Linked DNA regions of Sus scrofa: all the other regions are linked to region 1. The links are chromatin contacts, called in public Hi-C and promoter capture Hi-C maps. All regions are on one chromosome and are shown on one strand. Each heading gives the region's core, a stretch centred on a gene start, on an enhancer-like site or on the middle of the called end of the contact. The rest is flanking DNA. Distances are from core to core; before and after follow the strand shown. Region 1 holds the start of MARCKS (myristoylated alanine-rich C-kinase substrate). Region 2 has its middle 600 kb from the start of MARCKS. Region 3 has its middle 680 kb from the start of MARCKS. Region 4 has its middle 570 kb from the start of MARCKS.

Evidence for each region. Promoter capture Hi-C pulls out the DNA fragments that hold promoters and counts their contacts. Hi-C and Micro-C count contacts between places; a contact is called where the count stands out from the background.
Region 2: a contact with region 1 is called in a Hi-C map of fetal skeletal muscle, with 2.9 times the contacts expected there. The contact joins the enhancer-like site here to the promoter of MARCKS in region 1. A contact is called at or near these places in 1 of 5 promoter capture datasets (fetal skeletal muscle), 2 of 47 Hi-C or Micro-C datasets (embryonic fibroblasts and fetal skeletal muscle) and 1 of 2 datasets of contacts at active chromatin or transcription factors (skeletal muscle).
Region 3: a Hi-C map of fetal skeletal muscle shows a contact between it and region 1, with 3 times the contacts expected there. The contact joins the enhancer-like site here to the promoter of MARCKS in region 1. A contact is called at or near these places in 1 of 5 promoter capture datasets (fetal skeletal muscle), 2 of 47 Hi-C or Micro-C datasets (embryonic fibroblasts and fetal skeletal muscle) and 2 of 2 datasets of contacts at active chromatin or transcription factors (alveolar macrophages and skeletal muscle).
Region 4: a promoter capture Hi-C map of fetal skeletal muscle shows a contact between it and region 1, with 6 times the contacts expected there. The contact joins the enhancer-like site here to the promoter of MARCKS in region 1. A contact is called at or near these places in 3 of 5 promoter capture datasets (fetal liver, fetal skeletal muscle and liver), 19 of 47 Hi-C or Micro-C datasets (alveolar macrophages, blood, embryonic fibroblasts and 9 more) and 2 of 2 datasets of contacts at active chromatin or transcription factors (alveolar macrophages and skeletal muscle).

The regions. Positions count from the first base shown.
Region 1 is chr1:79,788,538-79,791,348 of Sscrofa11.1, forward strand. MARCKS (myristoylated alanine-rich C-kinase substrate) reads left to right here and starts at 1,259. Exons shown (of 2, transcript XM_021091501.1): 1 at 1,259-1,788. The coding sequence starts at 1,687.
Region 2 is chr1:79,192,632-79,195,507 of Sscrofa11.1, forward strand. No RefSeq gene overlaps it. Among named protein-coding and RNA genes, the nearest start is that of MARCKS, 600 kb to the right of the region's middle. Within about 2 kb of position 1,625, at least 2 of the 83 cell types and tissues checked have an H3K27ac peak or open chromatin away from gene starts, as enhancers often do. A contact at or near this core is called in fetal skeletal muscle, where this site is marked.
Region 3 is chr1:79,108,049-79,111,204 of Sscrofa11.1, forward strand. No RefSeq gene overlaps it. Among named protein-coding and RNA genes, the nearest start is that of MARCKS, 680 kb to the right of the region's middle. Within about 2 kb of position 1,778, at least 11 of the 83 cell types and tissues checked have an H3K27ac peak or open chromatin away from gene starts, as enhancers often do. A contact at or near this core is called in fetal skeletal muscle and skeletal muscle, where this site is marked.
Region 4 is chr1:79,219,527-79,222,697 of Sscrofa11.1, forward strand. No RefSeq gene overlaps it. Among named protein-coding and RNA genes, the nearest start is that of MARCKS, 570 kb to the right of the region's middle. Within about 2 kb of position 1,380, at least 3 of the 83 cell types and tissues checked have an H3K27ac peak or open chromatin away from gene starts, as enhancers often do. A contact at or near this core is called in fetal skeletal muscle and skeletal muscle, where this site is marked.

The DNA of each region.
Region 1 (2,811 bases), core at 9-2,508:
GTGTGTATCCTTGATTTTTAGCCCCACCCTCTCACCTTCTATTCTTTAAATCAGTGCTCTGTCTTTCACGCACAAACAGCTTCTGATACTTCGGTGGCAAGGGTTACAGATGGAGGTACCCTGGGTTCCTTAATAGAAGCTTCCTTTCTAACTCAAGTTAGGCTTGAAGCGTTCAGGGTTCTTCTTGCTATCTCTCAATGTGTAATTTCTCCTTAGAACTGTAATAGTCAATCCGGTTGTTCAGAGTTTCATCACTGCTGTCTCCCTGCCTTCCAGGAGCCCACTGGCTTGCATGCACACTTACGCACGTTCAGAAAAAAAAGAGTCCATCCCATCCTGGCAGTAGGCTGAAAAAAATTCATATCGACGCGAATTGCCTCTTAACTGTAAATATAGATTCGTACACTCTATGCTGTAGGATCTCATTTCACCCTAGAGAAAATTGTCATTTCACACAGCGATAAAATGTAAACCTTTTCGATCTTTTGTACATGGCCCTCACTTAATTTTGTTGGGGGGAGGGGGGAATCATTAATTGGATTGGGGCGGGGGAGAAGGTTGATGAGCGCCGTAGGCCAATCTTGAAATATTTTATTTCATGCCAATGTGGGATAGGGAAGGGAGTGTGGCTTCGGCTGCTTGCTGCTTTTGCATTTTCCACATCTGGCCTACAGACCTAATTCTAACTCGCGATCTCGTTTGATGAAATTCGATCTTCTTGGTTTAAATACCTTTCAATTTCGGGCGATTTCGCATTTGCAACCGTTAAAAAAAAAATGCTGTTGAGTATCTGTGAAGTCAATATGGAACACAGAGAAAGAAAACATGCTGCACACAAACCCCAACCATTGTCTTAAAAACTCGCATAGACACACATACACATAAACACACGGAAAGATGGGGGAGGGGAGAGGGTGGAAGGAGACAGACGCAGATACAGACAGAGGAGAGTCAAAGCAAGTCAAGTTAACGTTTTCTCCGCCCCCATCCACAAGTACTCCCCCTCCCGCGTTAATTAATTACAAACAAAGCAAACCAATCAAGTAATGCATTATTATTTTTAAGCCGAGGGAGGCGAGAGGCATGTATTTTTTAATTGATTTATTTATTTGGAGGACATTAATTCTCGGTATGAGGCTGATTTTCAAACCGTTTGCAAAGCGCGGCTCCATTGTTCGAGGCGAGCGCAGGCCCCGCCCCCTGCTTTGTGTGCAACGCGCGGATTGGCCGGCGTGCGCGGGGGCCGCGTCAGCGCCCGTGAGCCCATTCATCTGTGCACTTGGGCGTTGGACTCCGCATCTTATTAGCAACCAGGGAGATTTCTCCATTTTCCTCTTGTCTACAGTGCGGCTACAAATCTGGGATTTTTTTTATTACTTCTTTTTTTTTTAAACTACACTTGGGCTCCTTTTTTTGTGCTCGACTTTTCCACCCTTTTTCCCTCCCTCCTGCGCTGCTGCTTTTTGATCTCTTCGACTAAAATTTTTTTATCCGGAGTGTATTTAATCGACTCTGTTCTGTCCTCTTCACCACCCCCACTCCCCCCTCCCTCCGGTGTGTGTGTGCTGCTGCTGCCGCTGCCGCCGCCGCTGCTGCCGCTGCTGCTGCTCGCCCCGTCGTTACACCAACCCGAAGCTCTTTGTTCCCCCCTTGGATCTGTTGAGTTTCTTTGTTGAAGAAGCCAGCATGGGTGCCCAGTTCTCCAAGACCGCTTCGAAGGGAGAAGCCGCTGGGGAGAGGCCCGGGGAGGCGGCTGTGGCCTCGTCGCCTTCCAAAGCGAATGGGCAGGTAATTTCTACCTGTGGTTCTGGTCATTTCTTTGGTATCTTTCTCTAGTCCCTACGCTTCCCCTTCCTTCCTGGTCGTGCCTGAGGCGCATTAGGCGGAAAGGAGAGAGCCAGATTCCAATATGAAAGTTGAATGGAAAGCGATAGCCTAAATTGTAAATTTCTCATAGGTGGTGTCTCCCCCTGCCCCAAAGTGGTGGTTCCCAGAAAATCCTGGCGAATTCTCGTGTAGACGGGAGGAAAGAAGTGATAAATTGTCTAAAATGGCGTGTTTGGAGCTTGGCAGAACGTGACTAGCTAGGTGCTACCCCACACCCCCACCCCCAGGCAGGTTGCATTTCTGTTGGGTGGGCACAAAGGTGTTTGGGTGTCTCGTGTTTGTTGTCGAGACTGAGTCGCCTTCAGGATATCTGAACTGGTGTGGTTGTGTAAGTGGGTAGGGAAGTGGGGGGGCGCAATAGGGATGGCGGTGGAGAAAGCCTAGGAGGGAAGGGCTGTCTCATTGTATGCCGAGGCGGCGTGCCCTGGGTTCTTGGAAAGGTGACTGGCCGGTTGGCTGGCTGGAGGTGAACAGAAGGGTTTCACTACCTTTTGATGGGCTTTCCTACTGTTCTAAATCCCTGTTCGTAGCTGTCTAATTACACACACATCTGACTTTTAAGTGGATGGGAAGACTGGGTCCTTGAAGAACCTGTCCAGATGGTCAACAAGAGGCAATTCGTGTGTTTCAGTCAGGGCTATTGGTGTGCGTGGCGCCTGGACCACTGCAGGGGCTGCCCCGGCGCTGCCCAAACCTAGGCGGATGGCCACGGTTGGGTGGGCGCGAGAGGTCGGCCAAGGGTGGTTGCTTCACAAACACCGGGCACGCACCACGCCTCTTTTCCTAGAGCAGAGGCCGTGTTGCTTCGCTTGCCCTAACCTAATGGGGAAGGCGAGCTCTGCCAAGAGGCTCTGAACCCGTTAAAAATGCAAAATGAACAGCTGGGGCGCGCCACGGCTTCGCAAAATCCCGGGCGAAGGTGGG
Region 2 (2,876 bases), core at 375-2,874, 600 kb before region 1:
CCAGGACCTTTCTTTCTCCATAGCACTGTAATTTCTTTTATGATATATCATCTTATTATTACAGTTTTTACATTCTGTTTTTTAATTGATGCACATATTTTTAAAAGTAGAGTTGATTTACAATGTTGTACCAATTTCTGCTGTACAGCAATGTGATCTGATCATATATCCATAGACATTCTTTTTCTCATATTATCTTCCATCATGTTCTATCCCAAGATATTGGACACAGTTCTCTCTGCTATACAGTAGGACCTCATTGCTTATCCATTCTAAATATAATAGTTTGCATCTACTAACCCCAAACCCCCTATACATCCTGCTCCCTTCTCCTCCTCCTCAGCAACCACAAGTCTGTTCTCCATGTCTCTGAGTCAGTCTCTGTTTTGTAGATAGGTTCATTTGTGGCATATTTTATATTCCATATATAAGTGATATCATATGGCATTAGTCTTTCTCTTTCTGACTTCACTTAGTATGAGAATCTCTAGTTGCGTCCATGTTGCTATGAATGGCATTATTTCTTTTTAATGGCTGAGTAATATCCCATTGTGTGTTTGCATCATATCTTCTTAATCCATTCATCTGTCAGTCGACATTTGGGTTACTTCCATGTCTTGGCTATTGTGAACAGTGCTGCTATGAACATATGGAAGCATGTATCTTTTTGAATTGTAGTTTTATCTGGCTGTATGCCTAGGAGTAGGATTGCTGGATCATTGGTAGATCTACATTTAGTTTTGTGAGGAACATCCAGACTGGTTTCCATAATGGTTGTATTAATTTCTATTCCAATTAACAGTGTAAGAGGGTTCCCTTTTATCTACACCCTCTCCAGCATTTGTTATGTGTAGACTTATTAATGATGGCTATTCTGACTGGTGTGAGAAAGTACCTCATTTTTAATTTTGATTTGCATTTCTCGAATAATTAGTGATGCTGAGCATTTTTTCAAGTGCCTACTGGCCATCCATATATCTTCTTCGGAAAAAATGTCTATTTAGGACAGCTGTTAAACCATCCATAAACTATCGAAAACAACTCCTAGTACCATGTACAGAAGTCTGAATGACAGAAGTCTCACTTTCCATCAAAAATGTTTTAAAGTACAGGAGACACAACCAAGGGTAAAAAAAGAGCCTTCAGGATAGACTCAAATACTGCTCAGAAAGCAGCAAACAAAGCTCACTCATTAGAGGAGACTACCAAAGGAGGCAGATCCTTTCTGCTAAAAAATTTTCTTTAGTTCCAATATAGGTAAAATTTCTGCCTAAGGGCCCCTGAATTAAATTTCTTCTACTGCTTCTCAGTGTCTAATTTGGAGAAAATGATTTCAGATTTTCACTACTCTGTGAGTGCTCTGTAATTTGCATCTTCCTTGCATATGTTTCCCATAAGTGTTCCAGCTGAGCTGAATTCCTGTTGGCCATTCCAGTAACAGAGACACACATTAGGTGTTTTTCTAAACAGGCTGAATATTGGCTCTAGATGCATTTTCCAGAGGAATTTGTGTTGCTGGAAGAAGGAATTTGTTTCAAGTGTAGAATGTTGTAAACTATTCCCAGGCATACCAGAACCTGAACTCTAGGGAGATGTGGTCTGGAAGATTGAGAAGCATGATATTACTTCCTCAACTTTACTTTTTGTTCCAGATGGAAATACTTAAATGAAGTCATAGCCTGATGTGCATGGGACAGAGGCCAGGAGAAAGAAAAAATAAACAACACTCTTCCCATGTATGTGTGTCTTGAAATATCTTATGTACACATATATACAAATATGTATGTACATACATACACGTTTTTCTAAGTATTCATTAATGTTATTTCAGAAATCTTAAATTTTTATAATTCTTATTACTTTCAAAGTGCTTTTACACACACAGACATATATGCTTTTGCCAACTACTGTACTGTATCCACTAGTTAAGATATTCATTATTATCTCCATTTTTTAAGTGTGAAAGAAGGAAATAATTTGCCTAGGACCACAGTTAATTAGTAACAGAGTCAGAATTAAAATCTAGAATTTCAGCTTCTTAGCTCTAGGAACCCTATATTTTGGAAGAATTTGCTCCTCAAAAAGGCTACGATATCTCTCTTAATCTAAAGGCATGCTAATTGCCAAAGGATACAGTATATAAAACAAGATGTTTTCCTCATAGATCACTTCCACCTGTCATTTGGAAGTAAAGACATATTATCAGTGACCCAGACATTCTGGTGAATCACTCCGTATGGGAATTTCATTTTCAAATTGGGCTTCTGAAAAAAGGGTGTTAGCAGAATAACTAAATCATTCACCAGACCTTGCTCTGACATAAAGGCAAACCAGAAAATGGAACCTCTTACTTTATCATAAGAAATATGGAATGTGTGAAAATAAATGGGTAACAAGAAGAGATATTGTGTAAAAAAAATGTTTATGTGCCAGCTAAGTCCCTAAATCTTACTGTCTCCCCTCAGGAGAGGATTCTGTGAGATGTTGGTTCTTAAGTGACAATACTATTAATTGCTGCTCTTATCAAGGTGCATTATTTCCACTGCATTGTTCAGAAGGGAAAACAGTGCTATGAGTAGCCATTAGCTTAAGTATATCAAGGCTGGCAGCTTGAACTGATTCAAGTTCTTGGCAGAAAAGAGACATATATTAAGTCTGGCCTGTAACAAGGACAAATGAACCAAAACAAACAAACAAACAAACAAAACCATGGAATGCAATCAATTCCCCACCACCACCATGTAATTTTGCTTTACCCTCATCACAGCTGTTCAGCAAATTTTATTTTTCCTCCTTTCACTTTATTGGTACAATGTGCCCTTGCTCCTCAATCTTTGGTCTGGTCAATCAAAATTGCCATAAAAATAACAATCTTT
Region 3 (3,156 bases), core at 528-3,027, 680 kb before region 1:
GACAGAGAGTGAGCAAGGATGAAATGCGAGAGGCAAGCCTGAGCCAGATCATCCTGGGCCTTAGAAACCCCCTCAGAGTATGTGGACTTTATGCTAGAATCATTGGGAAGGGCACGACTTTGTTAAGGCTACCATAACCAAGTACCACAAAGCCTGGATGACTTAACCAAGAAATTGATTTTCTTCCACTTCTAGAAGCTGGAAGTACAAGATTGAATGTTAGCAGGGTTGGTTTCTGCTGAGGCCTCCTTCCTTGGCTTGTCATTGGCTGTTTTCTTCCTGTGTCTGCATGTGGTCTTTTCTCAGTGTGAATCTGTATTCTACTCTGCTGATCATATAAGAACACCACAGAGTTCCATCCAATCTCTTGGGATAGAACACGAAGGAAGGTAATACGAAAAAAGAATTCATGTGTATGTATGACTGGGTCACTTTGCTGTACAGCCGAAATTGATATAACACTGTAAAAAAAAAGAACGTCAGTGCTATTCAATGGGGGGCCACCTAATAACCTCATTCTGACTTAAGAATCTCTTCAAAAACTCTTATCTCCAAATACAGCTACATTCTGAGGTATTAGGTTTCAGGGATTCAACCTATGAATTGTGTGGGTGTTGGTCACCACTCAGGCCCTAGTGGAAGGTTTAGGGCAGGACAGTGGCATGGCCCTGGGATGGGTAACAGGTTCTCTCTGGTTGCAATTTGGGTGGAGTAGAGGAGCAGGAGGAGAGTGGAGTGCCTTAAGGAAGCCTCTGCCTTAACCCGGAAAAGAGGTGTGCTGAGGGCACACCTAGTTTCTGAGAAGGACTGTGGCCTCCCTTGGGAAGCCCAGAGGAGAGGTAACTGGGGGAAGGGGGATTATCTACCTTGTGACAAGAGGAGTGGGGAAAAGGAAAGGGGGCAAATTGAGGTAGATTTGTAGCTGTGATGGCAGGAAGTTGAAGAGGTTTGCTTTTATGGTTTCTATTTTAATTTTCTGTGAAGTAAGACATCTGCTAGGAACAAGAAGAAAGCAAATTACAGATGTGAGTTGAGTGGAAAATGTTTTAAATTGCCATTCCAGAAGTGGGAAAGCAAGCTCACAGAAAAATCTCATTAGAATTTCTATGAAGTGTTAAAAGCCCCATTAAGAAGGGTGTCCACAGATTTAAAGGGGCACAAATCTCCCCAGTTTTGTGGGTTTTTTTTTTCTCCTATCTGTGCAGGACTGTGTGGGTACGTATGGAGACAGGCAGAGTTGGATTCTTCCAGGACTGAGGTTTCTCAGGCCAGAGTTGGCTGCCAGGGCTTGCTGGCAGAGTTCTGGAATATAACTGTTCCAGCTGAACTCCTGGGAATTTCCCAGGTGCTTGGAATTTGAAGTTATAATTTCACAGAAAAGGATGGGGTGTTTGCTTACACTGCTGCTGAAATTAAAACCTCCTGGAAGCATTTCACTTTGTGCTGCAGCTCTGGGAAAAGTCTCCTTGTTCATCTTGAAGCACACACTATATATAAGCCGCAGCTCCTAGGTAAGCCATAGCTCCACAGAGCTGGCCTAGACAGATACCCTAAATCTTTTCATAGTTTATCCTTCAGCTATTTAAAATGTCTGCTTGGCTGCACATGCCTCTGAATGGGAACCATACTCAGAGTTTAATAAAAACAAGTATTAGGTTCATGCCACGTAGCATATAATAAAACACAAGATATGATGAAGGGTTTCTGACTGGACGTCTCCTCCTGCTCTACGTGCTGAAGTTCCACTGGGCTTTTGCATCATCCTGGCTGTTAGAAATTGAAAACAAAATTCTCCTCTGAAAAAATTATGGTAATCTCTAGGAGCCTGAATGCTGAGGGAAGATGTTTCAGAATGCTCTGGAATTTAATGCTTCATTTCCATCAGCCCACGTGTCATGAGAATCTTTCCATTCCAAACTATTTCTTTGCCTTCCCATCACCCGTTCCCCAGTACACACACACACACACACACACACACACACACAAAATCTGTCACAGTATCAAGCTCCTCAGAACCACAGGAGCTCAAATTTCACATATCTCAAAAGGAAGGAATTTTAGGATATAAATTCCACAGTACAAATTGTTTTTACATACGCTACTCCTTACTGTGCTTTGTAGCAGGATATGGGCTCTTGGTGTGAAATAATAATAATGACAAGGGATTTGCCAATAAAAAGAAGCTGGATACTGTAAAATATTATCCAAACAAAGTTTCACTCAAAGACAATTCCTAGACATTTTAGAGCATACTCTGCTCTTCTGAAACTGACAGCTGAAGCAGGCATTGCATTTTCTGAACTAATGTATGATTTCTGTGTTAAAATTCATGATAAAAGTTACCATATCAGAAATGGGAACTTTAGCAAGTAACTACTGTGGGTTCATCCTGGAGCATAAAAACATAATAGAATCTTTCTTAAAAAATATAAGCTAGTCTTGCATTCTTCAGTTTGTGGTTGCAAACAGGAAAAAGTAGATGCTATTAGCATCAGGAACACACTTGAATTGAGTTTCTGTTAACAATTAGAGACGAATTGGTAAGAAAGGAAGTGACAGAAATAACAGAACTTGTCTGGATGGTATTTTCTTAGATGGTATCCTCAGAGCATCACTGATTATGTGGCATTCCTAAAATAATAAATAGGACCCCCCAAGTTAAAGACCCAACTGAGCCAGAATTATAACAGCTGGCTCCCTTGCAGTAATGGTAACCAAATTTCTATTTCCCAGGATTTTCATTAACTTAGACATTTGTTTCTACATTCTATTGCATTTCTAGTTTCATGATCTTAAAACGTAGATTTGTATAGAAAGTTATATTCTGCAATTCCTTTTTTTCTTCAACCTTTTATTTATTTATTTTTCTACTGTATCTGCCATTCTTTTTACTCATCGAGAATTCTTGAAAGAGAAAAAGAGGAGGAACATAATCCATATCATAGGCAGGAACATCCAGCACAGGCCCACAGGGTCTTCTCATTGAGAACAAACCCTCCTGTATGCACCCTGCCATCACTTCACAACCTCCTCAAGACTACAAAAGGAAACATTTTACATTTTGGAGAAAAGAAGTAAGTTTGCCTATAGAAATGGAATAGTCATAATCCTTTTAAGTTTGGGAGGAAGTCTTGGCCTAACTCTTTCTTTGCTTTC
Region 4 (3,171 bases), core at 130-2,629, 570 kb before region 1:
ATCAAGAAGATGTGGTACATATACACAATGGAATATTATTCAGCCATTCAAAGGAAAGAAATAATGGCATTTGCAGCAACATGGATGGATCTAGAAATTATCATGCTAAGTGAAGTCAGTCAGACAATGAGACACCAAGATCATATGCTATCATTTACATGTGGAATCTAGACAAAAAAGACACAGTGAACTTCTTTGCAGAATAGATACTCGCTCACAGACCTTGAAAAACATATGGTTTCCAAATAAAACCGATGAGGGGGTGGGGGGATGCACTGAGGATTTGGGATGGAAATGTTATTAAATTGGGTTGTGGTGATCGTTGTGCAACTGCAAATGTAATAAAATTCATTGAGCAATTAAAAAATGTTAAAAAAGTTATATGATCTTTATAGGGTAGAGCATTTGAGAAAAGAAATCTCTTAAATGGATAAAATTGAAATGGAAAAGGGAAGAGTTACTGTACACATTTTAGGAAGTAGAGAATAAAAGCACCAAAGAAGTTTAATATTCCTGAATCATATGATGACATGCTCGCTGGTCTATTGATTAGATACAGACAATAATAAGGAAATGCATTTATATAGAATGTTACAATTCACAAGGTAACAAGCTCATACTGATTCACCTAATTTCTTCACATGCGGCTAACAGGCATCTCCAATTTCAGAAGAATCTAAAGTTCAGGTTAGTTAGAAAGCTTAGTATGGGGTATACAGCAGAGACTATATTAAACCTCAGTCTCCTAAATCCTAATCCAGTGTTTTTTACTTATCAATACAGTAAATTAAAAAGAAAATAAGGGATAGGTCTAGGATTACTTGTTGGACCTCTTTTAGAAGATAAGTATTCAAATTTAACAGTGGCAGTTCTGGCTCTTGTGCATATTTTCATCAACCTCCACCTTACCAGCCCAGGGCTTTGCTGTCGAAAAGCAAAAGAGGGGAGAAGGTGGCCTGGGAGGAAAAAAAAAAAAAAAAAAAGAGGGAAAAGCAGCTTGACTCCCCTGACTTTTCCAAAGTCTCCTCTGTAAAACAGAAAGACCTTTTCATCTGACTAGAAAGGCCTCTGTAGGGGGTGCTCCACTGAAGCTGCATATGTTCTGTTGAAAAGATCACTAAGGACTTTAGTTGGGTTTTAATACTCATATTCAAAACCTAGGAGTTCAGAATAGAATATTAGTTCCTATTTTCACTCTTTGTTCAGACACCCAGTTGAGAACCATACTTGATGATTATCAGTGACGTGCATCAGCTCATAAGCAACCCTTTGGCGTGTGAACATGAGGGATTTTAAAATATGGGGCTCTTCAATATGGATTTAGGTTACAGTCATGTCATGATCTCACCCTTCCACAATCTCAAAGGATCAGATGGCTCTAATTGCAGAGAAGTAAATGAGTAATCTCTAGTCTATTTTAGAAATAAGAGGCCAGATGATTCCCTTTCCATGAGGGACTGAGATTTCATCCGCTGCCGAAGCCGAGTCTGATAAGAATGTAGTAGTTTCTGAAATCTGAACCAAGGCAAGCAATGTTATTTTCATTTCTGAAAATGACCTATGTCCAGTGTAGCAATCACCTAATAGGGCTGTATGCCAAAGAACGCATTTCAAATGGCAGAGTTTCTTCTTTCCTTCAGTTCCCTTCTTAATTCTATCTTAAAGTGTATCTTGAATCTGAATGAGCTCCAGACAAACCCCGCATGCAACAGTCAGGAGAATTCAAACCAATGCATTTATTATGCTCAGGAATCACAGCTGACTCCCAGGGTTGCCAAATCCAGTGGGATTTGTACAAACTGCACGTGGTTTTCATAAGCATTGATTGCAGCCAAAATGCTGTTTTGTGAGTTGAATGTTTATCCGATCGCCAAATGACCAAGGTTGACTTTGCATCAATATGAAGGTTTATTAAGCTTATTATATGACTTTTTGTTTACCAGCTTATTTGCTTCTGCAAAAATGTAACATAAATGTGAAATTTCCCTTTCAAATTCCTATCAATGAAGACAGTGATTTGTTTTGTTTTCATGAATCCTGGGCTGTCAGACTACAATCAAATACCAAAACACAAATAATAAAAACCAATCTCTCTGGTGATTTTAGAATGTGAAAAAGTAATTTTTATCTAAAAGGAGAATTGTGTTCCTGCCTATTTATCTATAAAACCAGTAAAGTAATTACTAACAGTGCAAGCCTATGAAAAAAAATAATAATGAGTTTTCCATAATACCATATTGTAGAATAGATAAAAATAAAGTCCAAGGCTCCAGGGAGCAGAAAGTTCTGCATGTAGATGGGCAGAAACAATGCAGGACTTAAGCAGAGTAACAGAACTTACCTCTAATTGAGGATGCTCCCTAAGGAGCTTGTTACCACAACATCTAGCTAAAGGTTTCCTAAGAACCATCTGAAGCTTGGTCATCTGGCTGGCATTCTACAGTAACAGCTTTTCACTGAAATTCAGTCTTATTGATATCTATTCACATTTTTTTTAAGATGGGAAAGAAAAAGCTTAAGAAATAAAAACAGAAAAAAAATAGAATTTATGTTTAAAATGAGGCTCTCTCCTTTATGATTGAATTTGTTTAGAGGAGAAATGGTATCCTTGTGATTATCTCTGTCTGTATTGCCAGCCTCTGCTAAGAAAGTAAGAAAAGATGACAATGAGAATTTGAAGCAAACTTTTTGGGGTCCTTGTTCTAGAAGAAAGAATACCCCATGGGAAGGGTGACTACAAATGCCTGTGCTGTCAGATTTCATGAAATATGGGAGGCTCATAAGGCAAAGACTTCAGTCTCCATTTGCCAAAGCCATCTTAGAAAACAGGAGGAAAAGAATTAAGTAAGTTGACTTAAAACCCAAACCACAGACTGGTATGGGTGGCCAGGTATTTGACAAGGTGGCCAGTCTTAGTATCACAAAGACAAAAGCAAAAGGAAACAAACATTTCAGTCTGTCACTAATCAGTATGTTCTATCTCATGGAGATCTACCCATCTGTAATAGAATTTTCATTTTGGGCTTTTGGTGATATAACAGCCATGTTGCTGCTGACGCTCTGGAAATATTAACATTTGTGTTTTCAAGTGGAAACTATCCACATACAAAGCAGTCAGGCCAAACCCAAGTACTTTCAAAATCCCAAATACTACACTGTAAAACATTGTAA